Regions from separate parts of the Ovis aries genome. Here regions 2 and 3 are each linked to region 1. A link is a contact called in public Hi-C data. All regions are on one chromosome and are shown on one strand. Each heading gives the region's core, a stretch centred on a gene start, on an enhancer-like site or on the middle of the called end of the contact. The rest is flanking DNA. Distances are from core to core; before and after follow the strand shown.

The links. Hi-C and Micro-C count contacts between places; a contact is called where the count stands out from the background.
Region 2: a Hi-C map of tail adipose tissue shows a contact between it and region 1, with 5 times the contacts expected there. The contact joins the promoter of LOC121819183 here to the enhancer-like site in region 1. A contact is called at or near these places in 5 of 16 Hi-C or Micro-C datasets (hypothalamus, liver, muscle and 2 more).
Region 3: a Hi-C map of tail adipose tissue shows a contact between it and region 1, with 2.2 times the contacts expected there. The contact joins two enhancer-like sites. A contact is called at or near these places in 3 of 16 Hi-C or Micro-C datasets (liver, skin fibroblasts and tail adipose tissue).

Annotation. Positions count from the first base shown.
Region 1 is chr3:156,916,306-156,918,920 of ARS-UI_Ramb_v3.0, forward strand. The region is part of intron 4 of PPM1H (protein phosphatase, Mg2+/Mn2+ dependent 1H); the gene reads left to right. Among named protein-coding and RNA genes, the nearest start is that of PPM1H, 150 kb to the left of the region's middle. Within about 2 kb of position 1,321, at least 3 of the 54 cell types and tissues checked have an H3K27ac peak or open chromatin away from gene starts, as enhancers often do. A contact at or near this core is called in tail adipose tissue, where this site is marked.
Region 2 is chr3:157,106,632-157,109,246 of ARS-UI_Ramb_v3.0, forward strand. It overlaps LOC121819183, which reads right to left and starts at 1,325. Exons shown (of 2, transcript XM_060413671.1): 1 at 1,320-1,325; 2 at 1-1,272. The coding sequence starts at 1,325. The coding sequence ends at 64. MIRLET7I (microRNA let-7i) reads right to left here and starts at 396; the gene lies at 313-396.
Region 3 is chr3:157,078,510-157,081,124 of ARS-UI_Ramb_v3.0, forward strand. No RefSeq gene overlaps it. Among named protein-coding and RNA genes, the nearest start is that of MIRLET7I, 27 kb to the right of the region's middle. Within about 2 kb of position 1,317, at least 37 of the 54 cell types and tissues checked have an H3K27ac peak or open chromatin away from gene starts, as enhancers often do. A contact at or near this core is called in tail adipose tissue, where this site is marked.

The sequences.
Region 1 (2,615 bases), core at 71-2,570:
CCGAGGCATGTGGAATCTTCCCGGTTCAAGGATCAAACTCATCTCTCCTGCACTGGCAGGCGGACTCTTCGTCACTGAGCCAGCAGGGAAGCCCTGGACTCATGTTCTAACCACCACTTAGAAAGCATCTGTGTTTATTGACTTGGCCGTGCCGGGTCTTAGTTGCAGCATGTGGGATCTTACTCCCCTGAACAGGGATCATTATCTGGACCCCCTGCATTGGAAACGCAAAGTCTTAGCCACTGGACCACCAGGGGAGCCCCCTAATCTTCTTTTAAATAACTGGTATGTGCTCACTTTAGGTTCAGCAACATCGGTTATTTAGTCTATACTAAATTATAGACCCTGTGAAAAGCCCTCTAATATGTATTACACACGTCCGCCCCCTTAAGTAACAAAATATGTTGGCTTTCTAGTAGGACTTTTTGCTAAAGGCTGACTCCTGATTCTGAAAGCAGTCAAAGGCCTGGACGCTAATCATGAGTCCTGAGACGATGGGTGATTTCCCCACTCGGGCTGTGGTCTAAGGATGCTGTCTTTCCTCCAGCCCCTTCCTCTGGGCCACTTGCCTCTTCTCAGCTTTGCTGCTTGGTCTGGCTCTCCTTGAGATCAGTCTCCACCCCTCGCCTTCCCTGTTTCCATCAGGTTGTAGGGAAGACAGCCTCCTTCAGGCAATCAAGGAATTCCAGGAGATTACCAGAATTCCAGGAATTCCAGAGCAGGAGAGCCTGAGGGCGTCTCCGGTCACCCTAGTTAAGCATCTTCACCCAGTCTTCCCACTGAAGATTGTGGAGACCAAAGGAGAGTGACCTGCCAAGACAGCAGTTTGGGGGATTTGAACATTGATGTTTTTTGAAGATCTGTTTATGTTTAAGGCTTATGTGAATTTCTTTTCTGCTCCGTAAGATATCTCAGTTTCAATGTAAAATTTTTCCAGGTAAATGGAAGTGAATATAAGATGCCATGTTCATCTCACGGCTTCTATTCCCTAAGTGGTCCTAGGAGGAGATAGACTTCAACTCATGTGGATCAACTGACTGAAGGAGAGGAAGGGGACCGGCTAGGAGCATTTCAGCTCAGGAAGGCATTGACCCCGCTGGACCTACAGGGTCCAGGGAAGAAATGCTACAGTGGAGCTGGGAGAGGGGCCGCTGATGAAGGCCCCTGGGCAGGGGCCGCAGGAAAGAGTGAGAGGAAGCCCCTGACTTTCTCCTTCTTCCTGTCCCCTTTCTCCTGCCAGGGCCTCCCGTTGGATGAGCCCAACTGGAAGCCACGTGACAAGGGGCCCAGGGAACTCGGGTCAGAGAGCTTAGTCAGCCAGGGCACAGACACAGGCGGGAGCCACAGCTCCAGGGTGGGGGCGAGTGGAAAATCACCAGTGCATCTCCTGCTCTTCTTTGCCTTCCCCAGGGCTGGAGTATCTTAAAAATAGGAATCCTCATCTCTGGGGCCTTTTAAGATGCACACGAAGGAGCTGGCGCTGAGCCCTTATTCTGTTCTGGATCTTGAGCTTGTTGGAGAGAGACGGGGAGATCACGGAACGATTTCTTTCTGTTCTGAGTAAAACTGCACTGATGATTCAGCTTTTGCACTTGTATTCACCGTTTTTTGGTCTGGATTTAGTTCCGTGTTGTTAGAAATGAATTTGCCTTCCTGGCCCTTCCAGTGACGCAGGTGCTGGTGACTGAGTGCTGTGTTCCCATCCCCTCTTCCCAGGGAAGCATCTTTCATCAGCGGACCCCAGACTCGGAAGGTAACCCAGCTTCCATGCCCAGGATAGCTTTATGTTGGATTGTGCTTTTCAGAGAAGCAGGGCCTCCCCAACTCCCTGTTCTCACTTTTGAATGTAGTTTCCTTTGAAGCTCTGAACTCCTTGGTGGAGCCCCCTCCCTGAGCTCCCCACCCCACCCCACCCCCTCCCGACCAGCCAGAGCTTCAGCCCTGGTTCCCAGATGCTCCATCCTCTGTCCAGGACCAGGCAATCCCACCTCTTCCCCTGGGCTTTTGCCCCCCACTTTTAAGTGCCAGTTCCTAGACCCAGAGCTTGAGTTCCTCATCTCTAAAAATGGTGCTGTTGGACCAAATGTTGATTTCTAACACTTCTGGCATTCTCAAGATGGCACAGTGAGGAGTGGCACTTGGGGAAAGCAAAGCCCCAAAGGCTGTTTCGGTTGGTTCATCTTTCTTGGAGTCCGTTTTTTAAATTTTCAAATGACTGTTTCTAAGCGTCCATAAAAGTATGGTGTTTTACAGGTTATTCCCAATAATTTGAAAAGTTTCACAGGTACTTTTATCTGTATGAAAGCTGTAAAGCACTGACCCCCAAACACACAAATTATCTTATGAGAAAATAGCATCTTTAAAACCTAGTCAGCTTAATTACACTTGTAGTATTCTGGCCCCAGTACCCAGATATGAATTTGGAGTTCTATGGCTGATGGCTGGTTGGGTTTGCTGTTCGCTTATGGGCTGTAGGTCACATAGAACCCTAAGAGCAATATGAGTTGGTATTGCAGCCACTGTCCAAATATAGCTAATATGACACTTATTTGTGTATTTTCAGCTCTAGTATAAACAATAGATATTTGATATCATCTTACGTAGCATCATTGCCT
Region 2 (2,615 bases), core at 75-2,574, 190 kb after region 1:
TAAATCGTGCATCAACTACTGAAAGAAGCGTTCAAATTATTTAGGATGGTAAAGTTATCCGTGTCAATTACTCAATTTCATTCCTTCCTTCAAAAGCAAATAGCGGATCCAGAGATTTAGGTCTTCCCCCAGCTTTACAAAAGTCCCTGTCCGCCCCCGTCCCCGCAATTCCTTCCTCCCTCCGGGAAACCATACAACTAACGGTTTCCGTGGCGGTCGCTGAGGCCGGGGCTCCGCGGGCTGCCCCCGCGCCCCGGAAAACAAAGGGGATTCCCAGCCATTGTCCTCCGCGGCGCTGAGCATCACCAGCACTAGCAAGGCAGTAGCTTGCGCAGTTATCTCCACAGCGGGCAATGTCACAACCCGACCAACAGCACAAACTACTACCTCAGCCAGGGCCATGGTGTCGGGGAGGCACCGGACCACGCTGAGGCGAGCGAAGCGACTCCGGTGCTCCTCCGTCGTTCCTCCGCCGCCGCCGCCGCCGACCCCGCGCCCCTGCTCTTCGCCGCGCCGCGCCTGCAGACCCCGCCCAGCGCCGCGCCGCTCGGCCGCACCCCGGGAGCTCCCGGCATCTTCGCGGCGCCGGCGCCCGGGGGAGGCCGAGCCAGGGTCCTCTACGTAACCGAGCGCTCTGGAGAGAAAAGGTGCCCAGAGGTCCTGTCCCAGGCAGCCGCTCCCTCTGCCGCCCCGAGGGGACGCCGTCCCCCAGGCCGCTCGACAGCAGGAAATGGGCGGCAAAAGCGCAGCCGGCGCCTGCGGGACCCGGACCATTCCAGTGAGGCAGCGAGCAGCGCTCCCGCGCTTCGCCCGTCGCGAGCTCCGAGCCGTCTCCACCGCGCTCCCGCCACGTCTCCGGGACGTACCGCCCGCGCCCCTCCCCGCCCCGCGGTGGGGGCTGGGTGGCGGCTGGGGCCCACGGGCGCCGCGCTCTCGGCACACGCGCGCGGGGCCGGCTCTCCGCTCGGTAGAACGCCCGGGGCGCTTCCTGCGGAGGCGGACAGCGGCTCCGGCGCCGCGGCCAGAAAACCCAGGCACAGCCCGGAAGTCCCCAGGCCACCCGCTCCTCAGTACCCTTCGGGGAAATCCCGTGCCCCTCTGCAGGAGGCGAGAAGAAAACAAACAAAAACCCCGTAAAACTGAAACCGGGCCGGGCTGCGGGATGGGTGGCAGCGGCGAGAGCCCGGCGCCCACGGACACACGCCCCGTCTCGCGCTCCGCTGCTCCAGTGAGTCGGTCGAACCATAGAGACCACTTAAGGAGGCTCGCGCGCTACTCCCCACCACGTGACCGCCCCGCTAGGCCGCACCCCCCCGCGCCGCCATCTTACATCCGGGACAGAAGCGGCGTCCCTTTCCCCGCCTTGGCAAAATTCGACGTGTCACTAGAAATCAGCCCCCAAAGGGGGAACCCGGATTCCACGTCACCAAAGTGCTGAGGGCGCGGGCTGCGCTCCCCACGCCGCTTAACGGGGCAAAAGTGGAGCCGCTAACTTCTCCCGGTGTTTGTCCGCAAAGAAAATGGCGGCACTTACCGCCGTCTAAGTGGACACGTTGTACTCTGGCTGAGGTTTAAAGTTTCTGGCACCTCCTTTCGCATCTAGCAAGGACACCGCAACATGCGCTCCACCCCGCGGCGTGGCCGCTGCGCCACATTCCGCAGAAAACCGGCGGGAAAGCTGCTGCACTGCCCGCTTTAATGCGCAGGCTCCTGAGACTTGTGGGTGGGTTTTTTTTTTTTTTAAGGCCAAGTTTGGGAAAAGGCCTACTACCCTGAGCTCCATCTGCTTTGGGGCCAGGCGAGTTTCTTTTTGCCTCCCATTTTGAGACTTTTGTGAAGTTAAATCGGTGTGAAGAAAAAGCAGGCAGGGGCTGCCAATTAAGATTCACAGAACGTCTAATTCGAGTTTCGGATAAACGAATTATTTTTTAGTATATGTATGTCCCCTATACTAAAAATGTTTGAACTTGGAATATAGCTAGTGTCCTGTACTTTTACGTAAATCTGGCAATACTGTTAGTCATCACCCTCCTGAAAATCCAGACCACATAAGAAAAATAAGGAATGGGGGAACTGAGTGTGTTCAGACTTGAGACTGCTTCTGCGCAGGCTTTGATCCCTTCATGAGAGGCAGAGGGCTAAGGTCCAGACTCCAAACCACACACAAGGGACATCCATGCATAACTGCTTTTGGGAACAATAGGTATTCTTTACCTTTAAAGCAGCACAATGTAACCTTGATAACCTCTCAGCCAGAGAATCTCTTTGCAAGTAAAAGATTACATAATACTGGCTTTTCATTTCTATTCTATTTAGTATTGGTAATGGGACACAGTTTAAAAAAATTTTTTTGACTATGCTGCGTCTTTTATTGCTGCGCGGGCTTTTCGCTAGTTGCAGGGGCCAGGGGTTACTCTCTAGTTGCCATGCCTGGCCTCATTGTGGCTTCTCTTGTAGCAGAATCCAGGCTCTAGGGCATACGGGCTTCAGTAATCCCCGCAGGTGGTCTCAATGGTTGGTGCTGCCCGCCTGTAGAGCGCAGAGTGGTTGTCACCTCGGGGCTTGCTTGTTCCCCTAGCATGTGGGATCTTCCCAGATCAGGGATCCAACTCCTG
Region 3 (2,615 bases), core at 67-2,566, 160 kb after region 1:
GGGGAAGCACCGCTCTTTTCTGGGATGAAAGGGGTAACAGCGATGCTATCATATGGGAGGAGGATTAGAGGAAGAGAAGGAGAAAGTGTTAGAATCAGAGGAACTATGTGCAGGAGAAATGAACATACAGATATTACCCATTCTTCCCGAGGTTGAGAACACTGAGGAGTAGCAATCACCATTTCTATAGCTAAGGGGAAATTCCTAGAAACTGAACACCCCCAAAACCAAACAACACTGCTCCCTTTCCCCTGCTATTTTAGGGAGGAAAAAAAGAAACACCGGCCTCAAGTGTTAGGCTTTGCACAGGACTCCAGAGTCGGGCCGTCATTTTACCGAGCTCTCGGGCTTGGCCAGCCTTTAAGAGCACAGTCCATTGTCTCCCAGCAGTTGACCTGGGCTTTACTGCTCTCTGGCATGAATTTGCGTGGTGGGAGCCCCAGATGTGCCAGGCTGCTGGCGGGTTTTCAGGATTTGGAGGCACACGTGCACACGCACCCGCCTGCTCAGGGTTTCAGGCGGCGCCAACGAAAAGAACAGCCAGGAAGTTTCCCTCCCGGGAGTAGTCACTGCCAGTCCGTCCCCGCTGGATGCGTGGGCTACACCCGGCAGGGGAGGCTTGGGCGGGTGGAAAAGGGCCTGGGGGAGGGCGGAATCTTGACCTAGGGGTTTGGATGGAGTTAATAAAGCACATCACTCTCCTGTTTCCTCACGTTCCACGTCTGCCAAGAGAGTGGCAGGAAAGGGGGCGGGGAGCCGGCTAACACTGCCAAAGGAAATCCAGTCACAAAGCCACCGAACTTTTCCAGGGTGCTGAGGCACCGAGGTTCTCGCAGCCCGGCTTCTGGCGCCTTTGTCCCCGCGCCCATCGCGCGCTCTGGGCGGAAGGTCGCCGGCGAAGGCGGCTCACCCGCCCCAGATCGGCTGCCTGGCCCGGGGCCAAAGCTCGCCGAAGCCACTCGCTGCCATTCCGACGTGAGTGAAGGCTCCTTAGTAAGAGTGTAAATAAAAATCCGGGCTGAGAAATGAGTTTTCCATGCCAGCAATCACCGGCCGAACCTTGGCTGTAAATAGTCTGGCGGAGCGGCGCAGATGGAGCCCCCGCACCTGGGGGATCGCACCATCTCCGAGAAGCGCCGTGGCCACAGCTGGGCGCAGTCCAGACGCCGGTCCTCGGGAGGCCCGGGGATGCTGTAACCGCAGGTAACGCGCCGCCTCTCCTCCCCCGCGCTGGAATCATCTTAGCCTGCCTTGTCCTCCGGAGGACGGACCGCCAGGCCCCCTAATTTATGGTCATTGGTGTAATAGCTTTAACGTGATTTATCTGACCGCAGAGGAGATGGCAAACGCTTGGACGAGAACGATTGGCTGGGCAGGCTTTGTGCATTTCTGATTGGCCTTATTAATTTCCAGCGGAGCTGAGGAGCGGCCTCCTGACTGAGACAGGGAAGTCAACCTGGCAACAGCCTCTACGGAGAGTGGGTTGGGGCCTGGCAAAGGTTTAGCTTTGGCGGAAACTTAAATAATGTACTGCTTAAAAAGTCTAGGAGTCTGATAATGTACTGCTTAAAAAGTCGGGGAGTCTGACAGAATTTGCTAGCATACTGATTAAAGTGATTTAGTCTGAGAAGGTAAGGATCTTTTGATTGGACAGCTTCCTTATTCTTTTTTTTTCCTTTTTGTTTGTATAGGCCGTGGGAGGTGGACGGGAGGAAGAGCAGGGAGATTATTTTTTTGTTTTTATTTTTAATATTTGAGTTGGGGGGTGCAGGAAGCAACACTACTTAGAAGAGAAGGAATTTGAAGGTATCATGGGGGGCGGGGGAAATGTTTCTAAAAACGCTGTACTTCACAATCATTTGTGTAGGAAAAAAAACGATTTCTTGCCTTTTGAGTTCTCTTCAGACATCACAACTAGTATTAACTGAATAAGCACACCAATATACCACACTTCACAAGGTCATTACTCTGTGTTACTGCAGTAACTGTCATTTAAATGTCACCCTTGAGTGATGCAACTTAGTCCCTTGAATAAGAGGGACTAAATAAGAATACTGGGGGAGTTATATTTAGTGCAAACTATTTCCATATGAATGAATAACCCGTTCAGTAGGGGTGGATACGCAATTCAAATATATATATTCATTTACTGTATTTATTTGTGTGTGTGGGACTCAAATGTAGACACATAGCGCTAGGCAACCCCCAAATACAATCCTTAATACTGTTCCTTTGGGGGACCAGAACCAAACCAGAGAACAAGGGCGAGGACGTGATTGCTTGGGGAGAGGGGCAAGTTGGTGTCACACGTGCAGTGGCACGCTCATTTCTTTTATTTATAGCTCTAACCAGAAAAATAGACTGGGAGCAGCTGAGTACCAATTTATTGTGCTGCCTGGACCAATGAGTGGTTGCCTTAAATGTCACTGAGTTGGAAGGCTGTGCATTTCCTTCACTGCCAGGTTACAAGAAGCTTTGAAGCAGGTCGAAAAGGCATCCAGTAACTGTCCTGCCACCTATCAAAGTGAGCAAGTGCAGTCCTGCCAGGTAGGGCTGGCCCAGTTGGGGATGAGCTGCCTGAGTAGAAACGAAGGTGGCCCATTTAGTCCTATTAC